Regions from separate parts of the Cricetulus griseus genome. Here region 1 is linked to region 2. The links are chromatin contacts, called in public Micro-C maps. All regions are on one chromosome and are shown on one strand. The core of a region is the stretch at or near the end of the contact, and the rest is flanking DNA. Distances in the headings are between cores, read along the strand shown. Region 1 overlaps Ston2 (stonin-2). Region 2 holds the start of Ston2 (stonin-2).

What was found. Hi-C and Micro-C count contacts between places; a contact is called where the count stands out from the background.
Region 1: a contact with region 2 is called in a Micro-C map of the CHO-K1 cell line, with 1.9 times the contacts expected there. The contact joins the enhancer-like site here to the promoter of Ston2 in region 2. A contact is called at or near these places in 2 of 8 Hi-C or Micro-C datasets (both in the CHO-K1 cell line).

What each region holds. Positions count from the first base shown.
Region 1 is chr5:113,213,554-113,221,093 of CriGri-PICRH-1.0, reverse strand. The region is part of intron 4 of Ston2 (stonin-2); the gene reads right to left. Among named protein-coding and RNA genes, the nearest start is that of Ston2, 82 kb to the right of the region's middle. Within about 2 kb of position 1,388, at least 1 of the 6 cell types and tissues checked has open chromatin away from gene starts, as enhancers often do. A contact at or near this core is called in the CHO-K1 cell line, where this site is marked.
Region 2 is chr5:113,133,650-113,141,274 of CriGri-PICRH-1.0, reverse strand. It overlaps Ston2 (stonin-2), which reads right to left and starts at 5,718. Exons shown (of 7, transcript XM_027418645.2): 1 at 5,566-5,718.

The DNA.
Region 1 (7,540 bases), core at 139-2,638, 84 kb before region 2:
GCATCAACATGGTTGTCGAACTTTTAACAGGTTCTGTAGTCGTATTTTCATCTTTGTCAGGAAGTTATATGTCATTCAAAAGTCTAGAGGAGAAATCACTGTCATTATAGGTAACATTCAGATTTCTGTCTGAAGACAAAGCTTGGTTTTGAATATCTGTTCTGAAATTACTTCCTGTCTTCTTGGAAGTGGGAGGTTAGAGGTGTCTTCCCCAGTGTTTCTGCTCCAAAGCCAAGAAGTTCCGTCAGTTAGGCTGATGCTACATGGCATCTGCACCACCTCATACGATTCTTAGTTAGAATGTGAGTCAAGGCTCCAGTGTGTCAGAGGAACCAGAGGGGACCATCGATAGAGAAATGAATGCTTTGTATTGGTATGGATTTTGGTTTGTTGATACAAATTTAGGGTCAATTTTGTTATATTTCTACTCTTGTTTGGATATTGTGTTTGTACAGTTCTTTTGAAAATGTAATGTATAATTAAATGCGGATTATAGATAGTCACCTATAATGGTCAAAACTTATAGTTATGTTGGTTGGGTTTTCGAGATACAGAGATATGTTTCAATGGATAGGTAGTTTCGGAATCTTTCAAAGACCTACAGAATGTGACATTCAGAATGGTTTATTGGGGTTTTTGATGACAACGAGACACAACTGCTCCTGGCAACACCAATTGCATTGGAGAGGAAGATGGATGTCAAAGAAATTCGTTATGGAGCTTGCCTTTAACATGACAGGAAGAGCCATTTGGATAAGAAACTGTTCTTGCCTGGACTTTTTGAAAGCATGCAAGCTGTCCAAAATGGACAAGCAAGATTCAAAGAAAAGTAACTGCTAAACTTGCCAAGGGACAATTGGTCCTTCAAAAAGTCTGCCAGACATTCTGGGCCTATGGGCCCCAACATTACAGAGGAACTTTGGCTGACTGTCCGGGCATCAAGATGTCTCTGTCATTTCTAGAGTTTATATATTATCTTACTGGGGTCTTTAATTGAGTTGAAGACAGATAGTTATGGTTATAGTTTGCCTTAGTTATGATAAAAGATAAGTTACATATAAAACTTTAGACTCACAAAGATAGGATAGATGATAGAATATTTTCTTTAAATTTTGCCAAATGTCAATAAACTAAATATTGTTAAGTATATTCTTGCTTGGTAACTGTTTTGTTATATATAATTTGACTATGTTAAAGTTAAAACTTTCCTTTTTATTTAGACAGAAAAGAGGAGATGATGGGGGATGTCCTTCTGAATTCTGTGAATATGTTTCTCTTATTGGTTGGTGACTAAATGCTGATTGGACATTAGTCAGGCAGGAAGTAGAGGTGAGGTTACCAGATTAGGAGAAGGCTGGGAAGAGGAATTCAGTTAGTCACCAGAGGGGTGCCTTGTAGCTGAAGGAGAAACATGCCAGAGCATTGTGGGTAAGCCACAGCCTCGTGGCAATGCATAGTTTAGTGGCAATGGGTTAGTAATTGAGAGAGAGCTAGCCAGTGGGAGAGGCCTGAGCCATTGACCAAACAGTTTATAATTGGTAGATTCTTCGGGGACTAGGTGGGGCAGAAACTCCATCAACAGAACATGACCCTGAAAATCCAAGTGAGACTCTATAGGTCCCTGAGTCACTTCAGGGGCCTGAACAATGTGCCTCATCTAGTACCTGGTGAAAAGTTTCTGCACCCTGATAAGCCTCAACAACATCAGGATGCTAAGCCTCAGAGAAGCTTTTCGTTATCTCTTGATACTTCTGTATCTTAGTTCTCAGACAAACATTCACGATGACCCTCTCACACTGCCCAGGACTCACACATCACAGTCCGTGGTTCACACTTCATAAAATGTGCAGGGTGAGCTGGATCTGGAGAGATATGCACATAACAGAAGAACAGCTTCTTCTTCCCCTTCCAAGAGGCCAGAGTATCTAGGGGCACAACAGATTTGCCAGTTCACATAGCCATGTAGGAAATGTACATCTATCTATAAGGACGACAGAAAAGGAGCCTAGAAGAAGAGAGCACCAGATTATGACTATAGACCTCAAAAATTTCATAATATTTTAAACAATTATTTTTAATCGTATGTACCTGTGCTTTTCTGTGTGTAGGTATGCGCAAGAGTGTGCTGGTATACCAAGAGCGATTTCAAGGATGGTTAAGTGCGATGGGGAAAGAGGTCAAGAATAAGCAAGACAAGGGGACCCTGCCTAAATGGAGTGGTCTGGGGAGGCTTTCTTCGGGAATAAAGAAAGTGGGTGACTAGTGGTCTCTGTGAAGGTCACCAGGAATGGGCTTCTAGGCAAAGAACAGCAAGTAAAAGCGCCCTAACCAGCAAGAACGGCAGGCATGAACACAAGAATGCAGAGTGTTCTGGGCAACACAGTGAGGATGCTGTGATTGGCTGTGACAGAACTGGGTCCTACGTTGGGATACTAGCATGCATGTGAAAAGATGCTATTATGGCATATGCTTATATATATATAGTCTTTGTTCTGTTTTCCCAGGCAGAGCTCCTACAACCCTTGTAGAGAAGGGTGCAGGGAAAAAAAAAACTTTTGTTCTAATGATTGGTCCTTGAACCCACTTCTTGACACTGAGCTTCTAAATTCCTTGGATTCCCCTGAGTGACAGAATCTTTTTGTTTTAATGAGGCAACTTTTGGTAGACTCCTGGAGAGCCTCAGGATAGGGGCTGGTTGTCAGGAGAACAAAGCATGTGACCAGAGTTGACTTCTTAGCTCCATCTCCCAGAACTGTGGTAAAGTAAACACTGAAGCCTGGGCTGATCACCAATAGCCACTGATGTCATCAACGTGTCCACTAAATGAAGCCTCCACAAATCCCCCAAAGGTAATTGCACATGAAGAGGATTTCTGGGAGGTGGCATGCCCAGAGAGGGCACAAGAGCTCTGTGCCGCTTCCCAACAATGTCCCCCTATCATCTCTTCCATCTGGTTTTTGACCTTTATAATAAACTGGCCAATGTCACAGAGGGTTTCCCTAAGTTCCCTGACAGGATGTAGTTAATTAATCAAACTCAAAGTAGGGGTCACGGGAATCCCCAATTTATGCCTAGTCAGACAGACATCTAGCTGGCACCCTAGTGACTGACATCTGATGGAAGAGTATACTATCCTGGGACTGAGGAACAACCTTGGGTCATTATACAGTTTCCTAAGCCAGAGTGGAGTTGAACATTCAGGCATCTGGTGGACATCTGGGTGATAGTAGCCAGACAGCCCCACATAGCTCAGCTCCCAGAGGTGAAGTATTCCATGCTGAGAATAAAATTGGGTTATCTATCACTTAGAAGAGCACTTCATAAATCTAGGCAGATGTCCCAAGGGTGCGTGTCAGGATGGTGTTTGGACCCACTGTAAAAGGAAACCGCAAGCCAAGTTCAATAGCAATTACAGAAGATGTGGGGGCAGGAACAAAGAGGGATGGAACTACTTCTAAAACCCCAAGCAGCGGCGAAACCAACCCACCAAAAACCAACCAAACAAAACCCTTAAGTTTTAAATATGTAAAAATAAAATCTTATTTTTTTATTCAATAAAATCCCTGTACTCTAATTAACTCACAAACAAAAACATCACTCAGGTAGATTAAGGAGGTCACTCAAACATACATTGGCCCAGTCTCAACCTGTACATTTCAGAGGAGTTCTATATGGTTAGAATGGCTATTCTGAAGACAGGTTTTTGTTTGTTTGTTTTGTTTTGTTTTGTATTGTATTGCTGTCTTTTTTCTGTCTTTCTTTGTTGTTGTTGTTGTCCATTTGTTTTCTGAGACAGGGTTTCTCTGTGTAGCCCTGGCTGTCCTAGAACTCGCTCTGTAGGCCAGGCTGGCCTGGAACTCAGAGAGATCCGCCTGTCATTGCCTCCCAGAGTGCTGGGAAAAGGTGTGTGCCACACTGACAGTTTACTTCAGGTTTTCTACTTTGACTACCAATTCCATTTTTATGTACTTACCCACCATCAAAAAAAAAAAAAAAAAAAAAAGAAAACCACGAGAGTTGAAACCGGAAAAAAACCCAAAGCTTTGTACCCTCTCTCATGGCTCCTGTGTCCTTTCCTTGCATTCCGTCCTTTGTTCTCATCCAACATTGCCTTTTCTGCTCACATATATGCCTGTACAACAGAGGCTAGGATCTACATATGAGAGGCAGAATATGCACTTTGTTTTGAGTTTAGCTCACTCGCTTAATAGTATGCTTCCCAAGCTCATCCATTTTTCCGATAAATATCATGATTTCATTTTTCTTTACAGGTGAGTAACATTCCATTTTGTATATGGTAGCACATTCTTGTTAGCCATTAGTTTGTTGGTGAACATCTGGATTGGTGCCATTCCCTTGCTACCATGAATAGAGTGGCGATAGCATGGATCTATAATAATCATTATGGTACAATATGGGGTTGTCTAGATACATGCCCAGGAGTGGAATCTTATGCTGGATCATATGGCAGTTTGATTTTTAATTATTTTGAGGAACCTCCAAATTGATATTCACAATGGCTCTATTAATTTGGACTCACACAATGAATCAAGGTTCATCTTTCCTCATATCCTCTGCAGCATTTTTTTTTGGGGGGGGATAGGATAGATTTCTTGACGATAACCATTTACACTGGGGTGAGGTTGTATGTCAAAGTAATTTTAATTCGCATTTCTCTTATAATTAGGGATGTTGAACACTTTTCAAAAATAGCTATTGGTCATTTGTGTTTCTTCTTTTGAAAACTGTTCAGTCTTGGAATTTTGATAGGTATTGCATTAAATCTAAAAATTGAAAATCAGGCAGAAAAATACAGGGGAAGAGGGGAAGAAAGAAAGAAAATCTTAGTTGAGTACTGTGGTTCGTGCTGTTAGCCCAACACTTGGAAAGCTGAGACAGGAGGATTGCCATAAGTTTGAGGTCAACCTGGGTTACACAGCTTGATTACATAGTTATAGGCCAGCCTGGGCTACAGAGTGACAGAGTGACATTCCAGGCTAAAGAGGTCAGAGGTTAGGCACAGGAAACCATGGAAGGTTTATGAGCTCAGGTGGGACATAGCTAGAGTTGTGCAGTCCTGGGTTACCCAGGCATACAGCATGCACCAGCAAATGACAGTGAAGATCTCTGGAATCTCCTGGGATGAGCTGGTTTATTTCTTTGTATTCTGAAGGCCCTGGGATATAATGCCAGACCAACATCAGGTAGAAAGCACTTGATTAGCAGTCTGTGTAGTTTGAACTTCAGAGCCAAAGAAAGTGCAGCACCTGCCCAATCTAGTTACTTTTCTGTTGTTTGTATGTTGGGTTTGGGGCTTTTTTTTTTTTTTTTTCTTTTGAGACAGGGTCTCATTACAGCCTTGGCTAGATCACAGTCATGATCTGAAAACCATTCCTTGAGACAATTCTGTTTACACAAGGTGAGGATATAAACTGTTCACTCATTCAAAATAGGTATATAGATAAGGGATAGATTTGGAAAATAAAAATTATTACCAACTACTATTCATATCTAAGGGTTTTTTTTTTTTTTTAACCCCCGCTTCAAAAGTCTGGTCCTGAGTCCTAGTCTTAGAAAAATCAAATATTGCTGCTCATCTAAGCCATCACTGATGGAAATGGGCTCTCAAGGTGAATTTGGCTTTTTGTAATTGAGATAACTGAGGTGCAGCAATTACAGCAACTAAGTGGGTTTGCTGACTCCCAGAGTGCCACAAAGCCCTTGAGATTTCTTCTAGACTCTTCTGGGTCATACAATTGTGTATACCGTGGCAAAAAGCTCTGCTAATATCATATATTAACATTAGGTAAAGCCAAGAGACCTTTCTTTTCCTTTTTTGTATATGTGTGTGTGTGCATGTTCATGTATGTTCGCATGTGTGCAGAGAAGCACGTTCACATGTGTGCATGAATATGGAATGCAAATCCTTTTTGCTTGTATGTGGCCCCTTCTACACCTCTGTTGCAAAACTGTTTCTTCTGATACGTAAACATTCATCCTAGTCGGGCGTTGGTGGTGTATGCCTTTAATCCCAGCACTCAGGAGGCAGAGGCAGGTGGATCTCTGTGAGTTTGAGACCAGCCTGGTCTACAAGAGCTAGTCCCAGGACAGCCTCCAAAGCCACAGAGAAACCCGGTCTCGAAAAACCAAAAAAATAAAACAACAACAACAACAACAACAAAAAAAAAAACAAAAAAAAAAACATTCCATCCTGCAGGGAATCTCCTTAAACAGGAAGGTAAATAACTCAAAATAACTTCAGGAAGTCCCGGAAATTGACCAGATTCATCAGGCCCCTCCCTGCCGGTGAGGCACAGCTGCAAAGTTAAGACTCTGGGAGAAAAACTACAAAGACCACTCAAGAACCAGACCAACCGAGGCATGGAAAGGATACCCTTGAACTTGTTGAGCTGCCTGCAGGCTGTGCAGTGTGCTCCAGGTTCCCAGCTTTAGTGAGCCTGCTGTCATCCATGCTGGGGTGGGCTTTGGTGATGCACTTGTTGCCTTTGGGCCATTTCTGCACCAGTGAGTAACCCCTAACCCATACTCCTGCAAATAACGCCAGTAAAACTTAGGCTCACCAAGTTAGAATTTGGTGATATCTGTACTTTGGTCTGCCATAGTCCCTCTCTTGGGTAAGTAAACAAGTGTGTTGGACTCCCCAGGAAAGTTTTGTCCCCAACAATGCCCATGGTGTGGTCCCAGCCTTCAAAGTCTGAGGGTAGCACTAACACTGTATATACAGATCTTGGAAGAGGGGAAAGGCTGTCTATAGGGAGGATTCTGGAAGCTGGCATACATGAGACACTATCTAGACGGTGGGCATGAGCATGGGGGTGAGGGTGGAACAAAAGGCAGGCCAGGGTGTGAGTGGCGGGGGTGGAGGGCGGTAATGGTCGGCTCTAACAGGACGAAGGGAGACAGGACATGGCACTTGCTACTGGCAGTAACCCATACAGCACATCACAAGGTAAAGCCTGATATCCACAGGGTGAGAGCATTGTCTTGTCTTAAGGGCAGTGGGTGGTGGTGGTGACATGGTTATTATGCATTGGGAGGCAAAGGGAATGTTTTCAACAGAAATGTAATCTTTCTTAGTCACCAGGTCTGAAGGCTTAAGGAAGGAGAACAAAGTCCAAGAGTTAAAAGTAAAGATTAACTAGGCGTTTTGGAAAGAGCAGAAAGGTCAAACAGCCTTGCCCACAGTAGATGCCCAGTGCAAGGAAGAGTTCAGGACTGTGGCATACCACAGTGGGAAAGGCCGCTTCTCTGACAGAACCCTCTGCAGTAAAGGAGAGTGACTCAGCGGATGAGAAGGAACACACTCAGGTGCAAACTAGGGTGGTGCTTGAGTCAACCCATCCTTGTAGGGGATCTGGCTTCTCTCTGAAGGGACTCTGGTGTGGCAAGTGTGGCTCTGGCAGGACTTGCCTTCTCCCCCGTTTCCTCTTCCTTGCTAAAAACTGGTAGATTACATTCCTAAAACTAGCCACCAAGATCTATTTCCTTATTTGGCCACTTCCTCCTCCTGAAGCTGAGA
Region 2 (7,625 bases), core at 4,469-6,968:
TTCCCGAAAAACCAAACAATGATGATGATAATTACAGTTCTTACCTCAAAGGAACCCAGAATCCTGGGAGATTCACCTGTTTCAAATACGTACCTGCTAAGATCGATTATCTATTAAATCTAAGGCCTTTTCAAATGCCACTCTATATTTTAGCTTTGGTTCACTATTTTTTATTTTATATAAACAATATACATTGCTTCTAGAATTTTCTATGCATATCCCATTGAGCCATTTTATGCTCCTCACCTTGAAACACATCTCCTAGGCTGCTAGCCAGTACTCAAAAAAAATATTTCATGTGTTCACATGCTGCATATTAGGGTGTTGTGGAATATTAGTTGAAGATGTGCTACTTGTTTACTCTGTGGAACACTTGTTTAATGACGCAAAGATGTCCTGCATTCTTTTATGTTGCATTTGTTTAACTCTATGAACCTGTGTCAATTTGCCTGTCTAAAACATCTGATTGTTCTCATAAAGAGCTGGATAGCCAATAATAGGTAGGCAAGAGAGGGATAGGCGGGGCTGGCAGGCAGAGAGGATAAATAAAAGGAGAAGAATGTGGGAGGGGAAATGAGAAAAAAGGAGAGGAGGACTCAAGGGTCCACCCACCCACCTACACAGCAAGTCCCGGAGTAAGAAGTAAAGAAAGTTATATAAAAAGGTAAAAGCCCAAGGCAAAAGATAAACAGGATAATTTAAGCTAAGAAAAGCTGGCTAGAAATAAGCCAAGTGAAGGCTGGGCATTCATAAGAAAGAATAATTCTCCATGTGTTTCTTTGGGAGCTGGGTGGTGGGCCCCCAAAGAGTAAAGAATTAAACAAAACAAAACAAAACAAACAAATATAAAACCCCAACAACCTAAGGGTGTGGCCACGAAATAGCTCTCTGGCTCTTGGATAGAGGTCACGCTTTTGTTATGTCTGAAATTGAGAAAAAGAAAGAAAAGAAACTCTTGTTTCATTTCCTGTACAAACCAACATGTTTTCTCTTTAACAACCATTTTTCAAACACTCTGTCATTGCAAGAGTGATGAGTCAGCGTTGAGGGAATTGTTGGGACTTGTTCCTCCTATTACAACAAGCCAAATAGTTTTGGGTTGGTTGTTCTTGGATTCTCCAAGGATGATTTATCTTGGGGGAAAGATGGGCTGCAATTTGCAATGACCACACCATACAGATGTTTAGTCATGAAGGTGACCTCAAATGAGACAAGCAATTTCTTGGTTTGACTATACGAAAATCCAGCCAAAATCCACCCAGTGGGCAAGCTTCCGAAGAAGTTAGACTGGAAAGACAAAAGACTGTGAGGGACTAAGATTGGAATATGTGGACAGGCCAGGAAGAGAGGGCTGGAACCAGATGAAAGGGTGTGTGCTCAATGACAGGATGGAGAGGCTGGGCAGAATTACTAAGGGGTGGGACAAAGCAACCCTTGTGTCCATCTAGAGTCTGCTTTGCATTTTCTCATTAGGAGAACTGCATGTGACATTTAATATAAACCTGGCTGGGCAGGGTAGTACACACTTGTATCCTCAGTACATAGGAGGCTGAGGCAGGAGGACTGCTGAAAGTTCAGGGCTGGTCAGGGCTACATAATAAGGCTCTGTTTAAAAAAAAAAAAAAAAAGCAAGCAATCAGTTAATAAGAACTGGAGGTTCAAGGACTCCTACACACCCTGACACTCATGACCTGGGGCCCCCTATAGCAGAACTATTGGCTCAAGAATGCTAGCACTTTTCATAGGCCCTCCCTTTCAGGTCTCTCCCTCAACCACACCTTAATTTCTGCCTTTAGCAGTTTTCAATGTGAGGCATCTAGACTAGCAGCATCAGCATCTTCAGAACACTGGGCAGAAAAGCTTACTCTCAGGACTGACCCTAGATCGACTGACTGAGAAACTGGGATGGGGCTCGGCGCAGAGCCAGCAGTCTATTGACTGCAGCCTTCCAAGCGAAGTTGATGCAGTCCAAGTTTGAGAACCATGGTTTTAGATTATATTGCAAGATAATGTCAAGATGGGAGAGCATGTGCATTGGAGGAAGATTAGTGAAAAAGACAAGGCCCTCAAGTACGAAGAATTTTCTGGTCCTGGTATTTCGAGACACATGAAGGGTACTTGAGACTGTTGGGTGGGCTCAGAACCTCACCAATTTCAAGCTTCTCCCCACAGTGCTACTGAAGATTTCTGTTTGGCCTGAAAATCTGACCTTCTTAAACCTCAACTTAAAGCCATCCATGAGAAACTGGGGAGACGACCCAGGAGGTAATAGTGCTTGATCCACAAGCATGAGGACCTGATTTCAAGTGTCCAGCACCCATGTAAAAAGCCTTATGAACCTCAGTGGTGGGGGGAGGCAGAGACAGGAGGACTGTAGGGCCCTGCTGACCACCAGCCTAACTCCACGTGCAATGAGAAACCCTGTCTCAAGAGAATGGGGAGAAGAGGGTAGAATAGGATATCCCAAATCCTCCTTTGGCATCTATGTGCACGCACACATATGTGCATATATACCCCCCCCCCACACACACACACCTGCCTTCAGTGGCTGCATCCTGTCTCTAAAATGAAGTCCCAAGTGCCTGGTCCACAACCCAAAATCCTTCATTATCTGCCTCTGGTAACTTCTCTGATCTTGTTTTCTCCCACAGCTTCCAATCTCCACAGCCATGTCTCCCTGTCTGCAGAAAGCTTATACTGTCTCTGACAACACACTTGAACTTGGCCAACAGCATGGAGCTGTATGGACAGCCCCCCCCCCCCCCCGCTCACTTCCCAGCAAACTTTAAGTGTGACAGTGTTGTATCATCTTGCGTCTTTCCCTCTGGCATAAATGAAGTCAATATTGTCTTTGGGCAAGGCTGGTTTGGTTTGGTTTTTAAGTTATGTGGGACTCTAAATGAAGACACACGAGGACCCACCTGGATACGCAGCCTCAATGAGCAAGAAGTTTGAGTGACTGTAGAACAATGGAATTTGGGGTTACTTGTTACTTGTCATTTAGCCCAAGCTGACTACAGCAACACTTGTCATCTTCCGGCCCTGCTTGCAGTGACTTCTCCCCTCTGTTCTACCTTGTTTTCTTTTCTTTTTTTGATTTTTTATTTATTTATTATGTATACAACATTCTGCTTCCATGTATATCTGCACACCAGAAGAGGGCACCAGATCTCAATATGGATGGTTGTGAGTCACCATGTGGTTGCTGGGAATTGAACTCAGGACCTCTGGAAGAGCAGTCAGTGCTCTTAACCTCTGAGCCATCTCTCCAGCCCCCTCTACCTTGTTTTCAATTACCTCACTTCAGCTCCTCATTCCATCCTCAGCTCAAATAGTGAACTCTCAACCTGGCCCTTTTCTCTAAATGGTCACCCTCACTTTTAGAACCTCCTATAGATGCCACACATCTGTACTGTGTGCTGGGAGCCGTGCTATGGGTTTCCCATCTAATAGTGTTATTATTTTTTTTTAATCATACTGTCTCTTTACTATTTAACAAAATCATTATCACTCATGAGGGGACTAGCTCAGAGAATCCCAAGTTTCCCAGCCATAGTTAAAGCCATCGCTCTCACCAGGTGGGAGTCTGGCTTTGAATTCAGCAATCTGCCCTGTGCCACATACCTCTGTCCCTCCCCAGTCGCAAGCTTTCAGATCCTCCCACTCTACTGGGAAGAAAAAGTCTACAGCAACAGCTGAAAGCCACCCTAATCTCACACTTGCATGATTGGCATCTAGAAATGTACTGTAGGCACCGAGACGACGCTGGCTCACTTTTTCTGTATGGTATGTGTATCCTAAGGTAGACAAGGCCTGGACACCACAGAAAAACAGGACTAGTGTGTCTGACCTTTCCCCTCCCAGGTCCAGGCTGCAGGGGTGGGTGGTATGACAAGATAGCAGATGGCCACTGAGAACATAGAAGTCTTTAGGGTTTGTTTCAGAGGAGGAGGCAGGAGAAGGCTCACAACTCCAACAAGTATTGAGTTCGATAGCTTAGGTTTAGGAACACAATACGCATGTAGTCAAATGTCTATTTGATCCTCACATTAAACAGCAAAGGGGTGGGGAGGGTACAATGGCAAAGGACTGAACTAGACCATCTGAGTCAGAAATTCCACCAACTGCATAAAGTTAGAAACACAAATTTCAATTTTCTGTTGGCTGCTGGCACTTGGGTATAAGGTTGAGAATTTACTTTGTGTTTCTGCTTCTCACACCTTTAAAACACTAAGAGTAACTCCTTCATCACCCCAATCAGCCATACGAGAGAGAGAGAGAGAGAGAGAGAGAGGGAGAGAGAGAGAGAGAGAGAGAGAGAGAGAGAGAGAGAGAGAGATATTCAACAAAGTACCATGATATTCTTTTCGGAAAAACATTCACAGGGTTACAAAGCATTGACTGCGAATTCAAATTTATCTCTCCCAACCTTCCCCCGTAGGATATATTTATTACCTTTAAACGATACCATCAGTAACATTAACCTTTTTCTCTTTGGAGAGTACAAAGCTACTAAATGCTCCAAATGACTGTTGGGACAGTTTGGACAGGTCTGATTTACTCCTAAAACAATCATCCACTTCACAATAAACAGTAAGAGCTGGTGTTTATTGAATGATTGGTGCTACGCTTGATATTTTTTTTCAGACACTGGCTTATATAGTCTTCCAAACAACGAGTGCAATCAGTATGCCACTTTATAGATAAGGAGAGCAAAGTAGGCGCATAAAGCCTCAAGGAGACAGGGAGGGAGTGAGAGGAAGGCAAGCAGGGGCAGTAGCTGCACACACCAGAGTTAATGATTCACTTACAGCCCTCAGGCAGCTCCTTTCAACAGAGTCTGGATTGGCGAGCGAGCGAGTGAGCGCGCGCGCGGGCACGCATGGACACACACACACAGACACACACACACACACACACACACACACACACACACACACACACACACACTTCAACTCATCATCCCAGGGAGAGGCCAGTGTCCAGCAAATCTCCCTCCTTCCCTCCCCCTCCCTCCCGAATCTTCAACTCTCCATCCCAACGAGAGGCGGTATCCAGCAAATTGCTTGGCAACACGCGCAGGAAACTCCATCCAAAGCCCGGGGTCCAGGCGGCCCCTGGGCGCTGTCCAGCGGGCAGAACGCCTGAGAGGCCAGGCTGGGGTCTTGCCTCAGAACACCCCGAAGCTGGGGCGCAACGCCAAGGCCAGGATTTCCAGCGGGGGTGGGGCAAGGCACCGTCTCCAAGGACACCTGTTGTCGCCTCCCCACTCAGGACAAGGAAGCCACCCTGGTCGACTTGAATCTCAGGGGAAGGCACTGGCTGGCAAGAAGTGCTGTGATGAGTGTGGGGGTCACGGATGTCTCCCCACGAACACCCCGAGGAGGCCGCCTCGCCTCATCCCTCCTAATCGGGGCCCCTGCGGCTGGCGGTACAGTGGCGGTGGCGCTCGGCGTTGGCTTGGTCCGCGGTGCTCGGGGATGCACGGCGCTAGGACCTTGCGGCCGGCGCCCCCAGCCGTCCACCTGCGGCGCCTAGGTCGCTCCCCGCCGCGGTTGTACTCACCAGCGTCGGGGTGTGCAGTGTCCCGGCGTCGGCGGAGAGGTCCGCGCCACCACCAGCTCCCCAGCCCAGCCTCCGTCCCGCCGCCGCTCCAGCAGAGCTCCCCGCGGGTCGCCTCACCACCACTGCCCGCTCGGCGACTCTGGGCTCGCTGGGCGCCCGCCGGCTCTGGGCGCAGCTCCCGCCTCTCCTGATTGGTCGCAGCTTGTGCGAGAGCTGCGCTCTGATTGGGCAGGAGGAGTGGGATGGGCGGGGTCACTCCCGGAGCCTAGCTGCTCTGGCCTTGGTCCCCCACCTTACTTACCTGGGGCCAACAGGACTCTGAAACCAGCTCCAGTCTCCTCTGCACCCAATGGGGTCGGCCGAGCAAGCAGCTGGGGGGGGGGGGAAGGAACAGGGTCGCAGGGGTGGCGGGAATTAGGGATCATTATGGAATCCAGCTACTCCTCTCTGCGTGCTGGTGGTTGTGAACCTCCACCATGCTGGGAAAGGTGTTCCTCTAGTCTCTCTCATGCAAACCACTTTGACTTTACATTTGTTTTTCCATACTTTTTTACTGTAGGGTCTACACCTCAGGACAGATGCCTGTAAAGGTGCCAAATGGAGCTTGTGAACTCAAATTGAACCCCACACACAATCTGTGTATGGTTCCTACCTCCCAGAGCTCACAAAAGGGAAGCGATTTGTCAGAGAGCCCAATATCGTCAATACATTAAGAACATTGTGCTAGGTACTGTCCAGGAAAAGAGCAAGATGGGCTGATGTCACCCATAAAGAACTTAATACCTAGCTGGAGAGATGAGGCTGATTCATAACATAATAATGACCCTAACATTAACATGGTATATATTATTTGGCAGGCATTCTTCCAAGAACTTTATACACACTTTTATAATCCAGAAATACAGGAAGAGTCTGCCATAAAGACATCTATATGTGCATGAGACATTCTGAAGATGACAGAATTTCATCTGAAAGGGACCAGGAGGGCCCTAATTCTTGTGGGGAGAAGAGGGGACCATAACTGTTCCCATCATGCATCTCTTCCCTGGTACTTCTTTAACCCTCTCAACGTTCCTTCCTACCTGTTCTGGATCTTTCTAAAAACTAAAAGCAGGCGGTGTAAATCCGCAAACCATTCTTACATCTGCTCTGCCACCCAGACGGGCAATGGGTAAAATCAACTCTATTTTCTGTCGTTTATATTAATGAACAAGTAAACAACACACCGTATGCGACCAGTTTTCTCCAAGCATTTCTCTCCTTCTGTGCCTTTAGGCTCACAGAACCCTTAAGAAGTGTATAAAAGTGCTTAAAAGATACCAGTTTGAATCCAGCTGGACCTACGCTAAACAGTGACTGCATCTATCCCAAGCTTAAGAACCACACTTCGCAGGAGAGAATTACCTCCATTTTCTGTCGCTTATATTAATGAACAAAGCATGGAAATGCAGAACGGAGGTGGATTGAACCTCACTTGGTTGGAAAATGGACAGAGATTAGGTGAAGAAAGTCCATTCAGGTGCATCCCTCTTCAAACCTCAGAATCACAGGCACACAACTTTTGACTCCTGGCTGATCACTTTTCATGGCTGTGGCTTTTGCCAAAGCAGAAGTCCCATTTGAATTGCTTAAATGCTCACTTCAAAGGAGAAACACTTGTTTCTGACAGCGTTGGAGGCTGACCCAAGTTGCTGTGTCAAACTGCTCACTTCTGGCTACTGTGAGCTAACCTCAGCCCACAAATGACAAGGGAAAGAATGAAGACCATGGAGTCTAGTTGTCTTGTGGGCGAGGCCACTTATACATAGTTCTATACCCTGTCTCATCAAGAAAAAATGCTTTACTTAGCTCTGGCATTTCTTCTCTCCTGGCTGTCACTTAGCTTTCAAGACTGAACTACAATGTCCCTTCCAGTGTGAGGCCTTCACCAAGTCTCTCAGGAACACAGTAACAGCGTTCTACTCTATCCAGCCTTTACAATCTTCTTCAACCAGATTGTAGTGCTGCACCAAATAGTCCCACTGCCTAGCTTACTATCAGAATATAGTAGGCACTCTGTA